Linked DNA regions of Hordeum vulgare: region 2 is linked to region 1. The links are chromatin contacts, called in public Hi-C maps. All regions are on one chromosome and are shown on one strand. Each heading gives the region's core, a stretch centred on a gene start, on an enhancer-like site or on the middle of the called end of the contact. The rest is flanking DNA. Distances are from core to core; before and after follow the strand shown. Region 1 holds the start of LOC123433906 (vesicle-associated protein 1-2-like). Region 2 holds the start of LOC123398939.

Region 1 (5,569 bases), core at 654-3,153:
GCCAACAGCTGGATTAGAGGAAGGGATGTGGTTATTCAGCCAGAAACAATAATTATAAGTGAAATCCAAAGAAGATTACATTCCCATTGAACAAGTAACATGATACCAGGAAGGCTGGCACAATCACTAGTTAAACACTAAAACAAGCTAAATTATAAGATATCCATGTAACTAATGCCAGTTGTATGATGTCTATAGGGAACTAAAAGGATGGCCAAGACGATAAGAACAAACAGTCCCAAAGATCTAAAGCAAATTAACTGGATGGAGAGCAATACCCATGTATGCACAGTTAAAAAATAATATAAATACACTTAATCATATAATTCCAATATGAAGCAACTAAAAATCGATCATATGCCTTATTCTTAGTACAGGAAACCTATTAGTAGGCAAAAACGATTAACAAGGCATAGAGCTATGAATGAGTAGAATCAGCAAGGATCAAAATGTGTCAAATAAGTATCTTTGGTATTTTACTTTGCCGTGTGACCTGGCTGTTAGTATTGCACACAGAACAACAACTAAGGAAGACAAGAACTGCCAAACTGCTTTGGAAGGCAAAAGAACACACCTCAAGGGGCTGTGCTTCAGGGCCTGTATGTGTTCTTGTTTCCTGCAGCAAACAACCAACATGTTAAAAATTATACAAAAAAATATAGAACTATAGAGAAAAAACTTAAGTAGCACATACAACAGCATGTCCTGCAGCCCTCAGTAATTCTTCAGTCCTTACAGCTGGTCCAGTAGGTGACCCCACCTCCTGAAAACACATCATTTATGTCCTTAAGGACTCACACTACCAGAGAAATATGAATATCACGTATGAAACATTCAGTAGACTTACTGTCCCCAGGTCAGCTGATCTCAAGGACACCGAGCCACTCGACAGCTCCGATGCGCTCCTCCCATGATCCGCAATTCTCTGCATAGGCGCCAAGATTCGCTGTGGCCCATCGCTTTCCTCCGCAATCTCCGACGGCGATTCGGGTGGCATCACATAAGTGACCCTCATCCTCACCTCCTCAACAATGTTACCCTCTTGTTTCATGAACTAAGAAACCCACAAGTCCATTGTCAACCTAAAGCCATGAACCACATAAAAACTACACTCTAGTCTAGTACTACCATTACCATTTGAGGGGTGATGTCCTTGGCCGATAAGCCATCGGCGACGACCACGCTTTGCACCAGGAATTTGTCCTTGCACTGCAGGTCCGGTGGTGCAACAGTCTGGGCCTGCATCGTCACTGGTCCACAAAAACGCGTTGAAACATCTCCCATTAAAATGAAATAAAAGGAGGACTCTGGAGCCTGAACTTGAGCAGTTTCTTGAGCTCTAGCTGGTCCAGTGAACACAACAACAACAGCACAGTACCTACAACTTGGCAGGTGGACCGCGGCCGCACGACGCCATTGTTGGGGCGCACGCAGTACTTCTTGGGGCTCGTCGTCTTAACCTACTACCCGTCACGCATCACAGGGGCACCAAGAAAAGCATAACTCATAAGAGAATCCCTCGAGAGGCTAAAGCGACAGGATTTTTCTAGGATTAAACACGGCGGCTAACAGGAGAATCACCTTAAAGGCGACGGTCCTGTCGGTCTTGTTGGTCATCTTGAGGGGGCAGGAGATCTGCTTGTCGAGCTCGACTGGGCATGCCAAGAAATTGCGGAGGGGTCAGCGGGAAAATTCAAGAGAAAAGCAATCTAAAGCGGGAGGAAGGTGGCACGGGGGCGAGAGGAGCGGTGAGCTTACAGGGGAACTGGAGCTCGGGCGGGTCGACGTCGAGGAGGTCGCTGGAGGCGGCCATGGCTGCTGTGCCCGCGGAGGAAGGGGGAGTGGTGGGAAAGGGGAGCGCAGGGTGCTGGACCGCTGGGGCCGTTACTTCTTTGCCTCTTTGGGTTTGGATGCAAATTCCCGTGGAGTTTTATTTTGGCTAATTTGTTTGAAAACTCTGTGCGTGGTGAGAATGCCTTCCTGTGATTTCATACTCGCTTGATCCAGATTATTTGTCATAAAAATGAATGTATCTAGATGTATTTTAATTTTAAATATATTTTAAATATTTTTACAATAAGTAATTCCGAACAGAACCGTTCTGAATTATAAAACGTTTTAATAAATATGTTAATATAAACTACATAAGGATTTAAATGAGTGAACGAACACACTAAAATGTGTTTATATACATCTGATTTAAGAAAAAGTTTTAAAAATATAGAATTTGAATCATAGGGGGTACTTATTAGCAGGTAATATCAAGGTTTTGGGTCTTTTACTTGTAATAATTGTGCAATATGCATTGCTGATATAGTATTGGCAAACTCTTTTTTTGTGTGTGCGGGGTGATGTATTGCCATGCGACCCAGTGTAATTTACAAAGACCGGGAATAATATGCTGGACTTTCAAATAAGAAGTTAGATTATGGAATTTGTAAGCTGACTGTCCTTTTTCTTTAGTTGACTTAGTATATGGATGGCTCTATCATGGATCACGAAATATGCACCGCCTACTTTTGACAAACAGTAGTTACCTTTATCATTTTTTTTTCTCCGTGAGGCCTCGTTTGGTTAAGGGGGTTTGGGAGGTTTTGAGAGGAAAATCCCCGGAAGGGCCAGAAACCCCACAGATCCTCGGGCGCCCATTTGGTAGGAGGGGTTTGCTTAGCCCAATCCCCTCCGTTCCCCTTCAATCCCTTCCTATCCATGTGTTTCAAAACCCTCCTCGGGGGACTAGTGGAAGCAAAGCCTCGGAGGATTTGAGAGGATTGGATGAAACAAAGGGATTCACCCAATCCGATGAAATCCCTCCCTCTCAAAACCTCCCCAACCCCCCTTAACCAAACGAGGCCTGAAGGTTCTCTATAATGGACGGCTACTACTTTTTGGTAACTATACTCAAAATTTCATCGTTGTTGATTCTATGATAATGGCTACAATCTTCATAATTATTGTACATATTAAGGGGATGCGATTTCTTAAGAAAGAAAAAACATATTAAAGGGATGTGGATACGGTTTAAAAAGCGTAATCTCAAAGATGCCCACACAACCTTTTCAATTTCATCATTAAATGATCTATATTTTCTCATCTTTGTCACAAACTTAGCATTATCGATCTTAATCGGTATCTACAAGAATCAGAAAGTCTTGCGCTTTTTGATCCATGTCAATAGAAATAATTAGTACCCGCAAAAAAATAGAAATAATTAGTAATAATCATTAAACTGGGTTCCTCCAAAACTCTAACCAAAATACTTAGTTCTAGTATCTCTGAAAACCTAAGGCCTATCACAATGCACCCTCTTAGCACGTTATTACAAAAGGATATAAAAACTTAAAAGGCAACTGGCCAAATGCATTGTTTCTTAGGTTGGTGTGTAATGAAGAGGTTGCAAGGGTTGTATGTTAACTAAGTATATTATCATGGAGAGTATCATACGATAGGTTGTTTATTTTGGTTTAGAGTTTTGTAGGAACCTAAGAAACTATACTCCCATGGGTATGTTGCCTTTTATATTCCTTATTACAAAAAGAAAGGGTTGTATGTTAACTAAGTTAGAACAACCTCTCCCCTCTCTCTCTTTCTTCATTAACTACTATACCACATCAGCAAAATGTCTATAAAATCATGCTACAAAAATCTGTACTGAAAGGACCCTTACCATATTATATAGATACCAATCTACCATTTCTTTAATGCAACTAAATATTTGGAAATATATACAGTATTAGGTACTCATACCAGCATATTGGACTGCAAGATTTTTCCATAATTATGTTACTTTGAAATGTTACAATTCCTATGAAGTTTTTGTAAGACAAACTCGTGTGGAGTTTCAACACTCTTTTTCGGTTATTATGGAACCCTTAAGAGCATCTAACAGCCGGACTTACCAAATATGATCCCCTAAACGCCCGCGAATGCGTTCGGTCAGTGACCGGACGTATCCCTATTTGTCTGTTCGCGTAGTCGTATTTTTCAATTTCTTCCTCATATGTCCAGTCACTTGCACGTGATTGGCGGAGAGGAAGAGAGAGAAAGAAAAAATTGATCCGGGATGGGGTCGCATCCTACATGGCGGACTGACCAGACGCGCCCGGGAACCCTCATATCCTCCCTATATTTGTCCTCAATATGAGGATTCACGGACAGCCGGGGTGTATATGGATGATATGAGAGGTCCGATTGGATCACTCTTTCTTTTTTCTCCTGTTCGGTCACAAACTGGACGCGTCTGCGGGCGTATGAGAGGTCATTTGAGGCGTCCAGTTGTAGATGCTCTAACATACGATAAGATTGTTGTCCATCAATTCTAGTGGCACGGTGATGTGAATTTATGAAACTAGAGGATACCCCGGACGTTGCTGTGGAAATTGGTTGATGAAATTTTATGTTGGTGACATGAGAACCAAAATTAAAAGTACATATTACTTATTATATTAGATTATGTATAGTTGAAATAATATTTATTGAATATAAGTAGAATAATTAAATGAAAAACATTTTCTCGTTGAATATTATGGTGAGTCTTTTTCCATGCGTGCATTGTGTTGAGGTGAATCTCTTTCCATTCGTGGTGTCATATTTGTATGTTGAGATAAATAAGTTTATAAGGATAACTATACAAGAATGGTATTTTGGCTCTCGGCCTCAATGAAGGCCGGATTTTTGAAAAAAAAACATTGAAAATTTTGGTTTCAAAAAAATCTGAAAAAAATTGTACTCCATCTATACATAGATAATTATAGTTGTGTAGAACTAGTCTATTTCTCCGCAAGTATAATTATTTAGGTATAAAGAGAGTACCACTAAACAAGGATGTGATCCGTGTGCCTGTAAAATTACAGGTCAAAATAATGTAAAACGCGACATATATAAAAAAATCATGATCCGGAAGGATGAATAGTATCATGTGTTAAAAAGCCTTCTATTTGTTTCTTTTGCGCAGCCCGTGTTTCAATGTATTTATTCCTATAAAATTACACACTTATGTATTATACCTTCATCTATCTGTGTATATTTTGCAGAATTTTTTAAAATATTACAATATAAATTTTCATAAATTTTGAATTTTATATTTGAAGGCCTCCATGGAGCTCGCCTCCAAAAGCATTTTCGGTAACTATACTAGATATATAGGATTATGTTCACACCACCATAATCCTATGTTCACATCATAACTGGGAAATGTGAACACTCATGAAGTTATTACTACTTATCGTTATTCTACCTGCCAGAAAATGATACTGATCTCAATCAACAATTAAACGAAACATGACGGAGCGATGTAGTGTTATACTCTATGATCCTCTTGTGGATTCAGGAAAATTATTAGATTATTTCTAGAAATATGCTCACCAAAAGGTAATATAATTTCTGTTGTTACTATGTCGTTCTCACTCGAGTTGGCATCACATTCACAATAAATGAAAAGATATGCACGCATCACTTCAAGAGACGAGGGAAAAGGTAGATATGAACATGCATGTGCGTGCAGATGGTTTTGTCAACAGACGTGTCAAGTGAACATATTTATGGCTTTGACAATTCCTGACCATCTAAT
Region 2 (5,169 bases), core at 141-2,640, 240 kb after region 1:
ATTGACGGCAGGCAAACATTCAAAGAATTACTATAGGGGGCAAGCATTGGCTGTTCTTCTTGCAGGCTTAAGATTTTGACACAAGATCAAAGCAGATCACGGTTACACGATTTTAAGATTTTAAGAACAGTGCTAGCTCAGCTTGACGGTGTCTCGTCGTTTATCCAAAATCTCATTCTCAAATCCCAAGTTCTCCACGCATACATGTACAAGACAGGCTACAGATTTCCAGTTTAATCACCACGGTGACACACACGCACACATGTGGAGTGCTCGATCTAAACTAAACTCTACCGACCATCCCATCTTCTTTACAAGTCTCTCTGAATCCCAAGAACCCAAAACGCAAAGAGACAGCAGTACCGTCTGAGCTCTTGTACTAGGCCTTCCCCGCCATCCCGGCTGCGGCCCTGTCGTTGCTCTTCCTGGTGACCCGGATGTAGAGGAAGATGACGGCCATGATGGCCGCGGCGAACCCGGCGAGGATCACCTCGGCGCCGGCGATGGACCGGTCGTGCTTCCCGCCGCCAGGCCGCGCCGCGGCGTCCGGCCCCTCCGCCGGCAGCGGCGTCGGCGTGTCCGCTGCGGCGCCCAGCAGCTGCCTGGCCATCGCCATGGCGACCACGTCGGCAAGAACCGCCAGAAGCAGAACCAGCCTCGGCTGGGACAAGAAGGCGCGCCTCGCCATTGCAGCCCTCACTGACTCTGTGTGTGGTGTTGGCTCTCCGGAGTTGTGTGAGCTGGAGATGTGAGGAGCGGAGCAGAGCAGGAAAGGGTTAGTGGAGAGTGGGTGCGGGTGAGTGAATATATAGGCCGTGGGCCGAGCTGGAGGCGGGGAGTGAGCTGGAAGCTGACCATGGTCGCATCCCCTGTTGGCTGGCGCACATGAGATTGGAGAGAGGAGGAGGAGGAGGAGGTTGGGATCGGGGGAGATTGTCTCGGAGAGGGCTGGCGCGGGAGCGGGACGGGTGCTGATGTGCTGTGCAGCGGCATGGCTGGCTGGAAGAGTGAGTGCAAGGACGACGTGTCTTTGGTCTAACTTCGAGTGGTTGGGTCTGTACTAGGCTACGTACGTACGATTATGATTATGAAAGCGATGCTATTTTTGCTACGACGGAAAAAAAAAAGGAATATCGTATGCGTTTTCCCTATGCTTCTCCTCTTGTAGTACGACCTTGTTACTCATGCATTCGTTATGATATTCTCCGCTCACTTGTGGCAATATGATCTTCTTTTCCCCGCGTTTTACTTCGGTCTGGGTGTGCCTTTTCGTGCATTTTGCGTTTGAGCGTGCGCTGCACATACATTTGGGAGCCGTGCAGTGCAGTGCCGCTGTTTCCAGTTGGGCCGGCAGTCAACATTGACCGTTGCCGAAAGCGCGCGGCGACCATCTCCCTCTCCTTGTTTGGTGGAGCGGGGAGGGGAGAGGAGAGGACGGACGGCTTGCTGTCTCACGGCAACGTCCAGCTGGATGCCAGCCGGCTAGCTAGTAGCGAGGCTACACGACTAGTACTCCTACTCCTACGGGCTACCACTGCAGTCAGAATACGCGTTTGGTGCCGGGGCGCGGGGCGCCTGCCCTACCTACAGTATCTACTCGTACGTACTCCCTCCGTTTGTTTTTAATCCACATATAAGATTTGGTCAAAGGCCAACTTCATAAACTTTGACTAAATTTATAAAATAAAATATCAACATTTATAATATTGAATCAATATTAGTAGATGCACCATAATATTAATTTTCATAGCATATAGGTTTAGTATTATAGATGTTATATCTTTTGATATATATTTGGTCAAACTTTGTATCACTTGACTTTGACCATATCTTATATGCAGACTAAAAAGAAACGGAGGGAGTACGTGCAAACATTACGGTATGCTCGGCTTCATTTACCTTCACCTTTCCTAGCTAGTACTCCGGTGTGAGGAGAACGATGTTTTGGCTCTCGGCCTCAATGGAGACCGAAATTTTTAAAAAATACAAGATTTGAAATTTTTGGTTTCAAAAATATCTTAAAATAATTGTACAACTAAATAAGGATGTGAGCCATATGTGTGTAAAAATTCAGGTTGAAGTACTTTATAACACGAGCTCTAAAAAAAAGATAAATTCATGGTCTGAAAAAGATGAATAGTATCATGTGTTAAGTCTTAGATTTGTCTTTTTTACACATCTTTCATTTTAATGTATTTAGTTCTGAAATTTTACACACTTATGTGTTATACCTTCATCTATCCACCATGTACTTTTTCTTGTCAGAATTTTTTAAAATGTGTAAATACGAATTTTCACAAAATTTAGATCTCGCATTTCGAGGCCTCTATGGAGCTCGGCCTCCAAACGAAATATCCATTCGGATGAGGCTGTTCACGGATCTAATAAACCCGGACGGAGGGAGTACTAGTGAGCACGTAAGGGCATCTCCACCCCCCCTCCCCCCCCCCCCCCCCGCCCTTTTCTACCATCGGCATCGAAAAAACGATCCAGTCGTGCCCTCAGGACACCGAATTCCGCCGCTTCGGCCCATTTTTTGGCCCAACGATCCCAGGCGGAATGCAGCGCAGTGGGGGCACTTGGGGGCTCCGACGGAAGGAGAAGTGGTGTGTGGGCCACCACTGTCAGGCGAGAAACGCCTTTTCCCGCCCAGGTTCAACCCGCGAGCGGAAGGACGACACTTCCCCTTTCGTCCACATGCCGATCCCAGCGCCACCCACCTGCCCACGACCGTTGCTCTGGCACTACAAAGGTCATCCCCCTGTCGGAAAGAGAGGGTTTCGCCGCGATAGCCTCCATCCCATTCCTGGGCAAGCTCTCGAGGACTCCGACCACGCAAGCGGGGATACCGACGGCTGCCCACCCACCACGCCCATGAGGTATTCGGCGATAGACTCCGATGAAGAGGAGGCGTTCGCGGCTCTGATGGAGGAGGAAACCGAGACCGAGGCCGAAGCTCAAGAGAACCTCATGATCCTCGCCGCTCTCGCCGACCTGTTCGCGAAGAATGCAAAGTTGCGGCGAGGTGGCTCGGCGCCGGGCTGCCGCAAGAGCAAGCAAAAGCATCGAATGGAGGGTTATTGATTGCTCTACGCCGACTACTTCGCTGACGCTCCACTGCACGGTGATAAAGTATTTGAGCGTCGTTATTGGGTGGGTCGAAATCTCTTCCTCAAGATTGTGAATGCCATCCGGGAGTTCAACAACTATTTCATTTGCAAGAAGGATTACATTGACACAGTTGGATTCTCCTCACTTCAGAAGTGCACGACAACTATGAGGATGCTTGCATACGGAGCTTTCGGTAATATACAGGAAAACTATGGACGCATATTTGATATGTTTTAATTTGTGTTCGAATTATAAGCGTGCTTCATTAAACTACTTGATTTGTATTGATTTTTGTCATGAACTATATGATAAAAAATGTATTTTTGAATTTATGTCGAAGTGTGCCGAATTTATGTTTAAAATCGACAATTGGGGGTCAAACTTGGGGCGACGGCTGGAAACCAAAGCTCCTCTCCTCACGGCGAAAAAAGCGTCGACCGACAAACCTCCAAGAAGCGCTATTTAACGTTTTTGGGGGTCGAACGGCTGGAGATGATCGGAACGAGCAGGTGTAATATTTCATGTCCCTCGTGGTTGTGCTTCGATTTCGTAGAGTCATCCAGCCAAACCCAGCTCGCGGTTTCATTCTCTCGACCGTCTGCTTTAACCCCGGGGCGCAAGATAAAATTGGACCCATCACTTGAGCCGGCCACAAAAGCATCGGACCGACAAAGCATGCACTGTCTCGAATCAAGGGAAAGGCTCCGTACCAAGGATCTGGATCCGCAATCCAGCTTCATGTCAATTCTAAACACTGCATCAGCAAACAGCAAGTGGGAGAGGCCTGCAAGACGCATTTAACAAAGCTGTTTCCCCTGCTAATAAGTGGTGTTTTAGTTACCCTGCCTTTTTGTAGCCTGCATGACTAAGCAACTTAGACCCCAAGCCTTGATCTGGTCCAAATCTAAAGCAAATGGAGAATCTCCCTAAAGAAACCACGCACGCGGTCAGGTCGGTCTTGGTCGACAGCAGGTTAACGCAAATGCGATCCACTGAGCAGCCGAAGAATCCACCGTCAACCTGCCATGCCATGTAGTAGACGATGTGTTCGCCGGTCTCGGGAACATGGTAAAGACAGGGGCACAGCTCCAGCAAAACAGATGCGCTAATCCTCTCCTCACCTGAACCAACCATGTTATTTGCTTCGGTACAGGGAGTTAGTGATTACTCTTAGCGTTTGGTATCTATGCTTGCTTATAGTTTATGAGGTAAGGTGATGCATCAAACGATGGATTTGCGTACCTGCCAGTGCCAGCAACTGAAATGATGATTCGCATGCAAACAATTTGTCTAGCAGCTGAGTTCAGGTTTTGAGCAGATGCATGCGAAGCCAGCACGTTATGAGACAATGAGACGACATATGACCCAAACAAAAGAGAAAAGATGCTTGCCAAGGTTATAATGCTAGACCAAACACAGAAGGTGAAGCAACACTGGAACAAAGCATCACACTGTCTCACACAAGCAGGCAGACGCATGTGCAGCAAGGAAACGACGGCTGAACCTTCGCAAATCAACAACCAAACATCAACGCAGAGACATACGTCCGCCAACCGAGCTAAATGCTGCGAACCTATTATTGGCTCATCTTATTGTTTGGGGCGTGCCCTCTATCACTCATCTAGGTGGCACAAGCCCACTCATGTATACAACAAAAAGGGGCTCACACAAGGAAATGATACCCAAAACAAGGAAGAGTGTGTCAGCACAACAAAACTATGATGGTTACAGTGCGACTCAACAAAAGTGTTCAAATGCTGCTTTGGATCAATTGTCTCAGGTCAAATCTGATGAATGTCTTGTGGTATCGACAGTGCACCATAATCATCTGCCATTACCTGCAATCAAAGGAAAAAAGCTCAACAATTTTGTATTATTGACAAAGGCACAATACAATCTTCAAGGAAATACAGGCATGCAAACAGATGTATGTAGGAGTAATATGGATGGTAATAATCCTCGTACCTTGTATTGCTGGCCATGGAATAAGTATTCGACAAGCAGTAGCTTCGGATCTCCAGGGCAAGGATCATAGAAGCCCATTATTCCGGACTTCTT

Evidence for each region. A called contact is a pair of places that touch in the nucleus more often than the background predicts.
Region 2: a contact with region 1 is called in a Hi-C map of seedling, with 7 times the contacts expected there. The contact joins the promoter of LOC123398939 here to the promoter of LOC123433906 in region 1. A contact is called at or near these places in 6 of 6 Hi-C or Micro-C datasets (leaf, seedling and an unstated tissue) and 1 of 1 datasets of contacts at active chromatin or transcription factors (embryo).

What each region holds. Positions count from the first base shown.
Region 1 is chr1H:324,750,500-324,756,068 of MorexV3_pseudomolecules_assembly, forward strand. LOC123433906 (vesicle-associated protein 1-2-like) reads right to left here and starts at 1,904. Exons shown (of 9, transcript XM_045115482.1): 1 at 1,759-1,904; 2 at 1,582-1,652; 3 at 1,379-1,460; 4 at 1,135-1,250; 5 at 848-1,054; 6 at 695-763; 7 at 575-616; 8 at 1-8. The coding sequence starts at 1,813.
Region 2 is chr1H:324,990,672-324,995,840 of MorexV3_pseudomolecules_assembly, forward strand. It overlaps LOC123398939, which reads right to left and starts at 1,391. Exons shown (of 2, transcript XM_045093384.1): 1 at 1,266-1,391; 2 at 160-1,060. The coding sequence starts at 1,391. The coding sequence ends at 380. LOC123433943 (chaperone protein dnaJ 13) reads right to left here. Exons shown (of 13, transcript XM_045115484.1): 12 at 5,077-5,169; 13 at 4,653-4,949. The coding sequence ends at 4,893.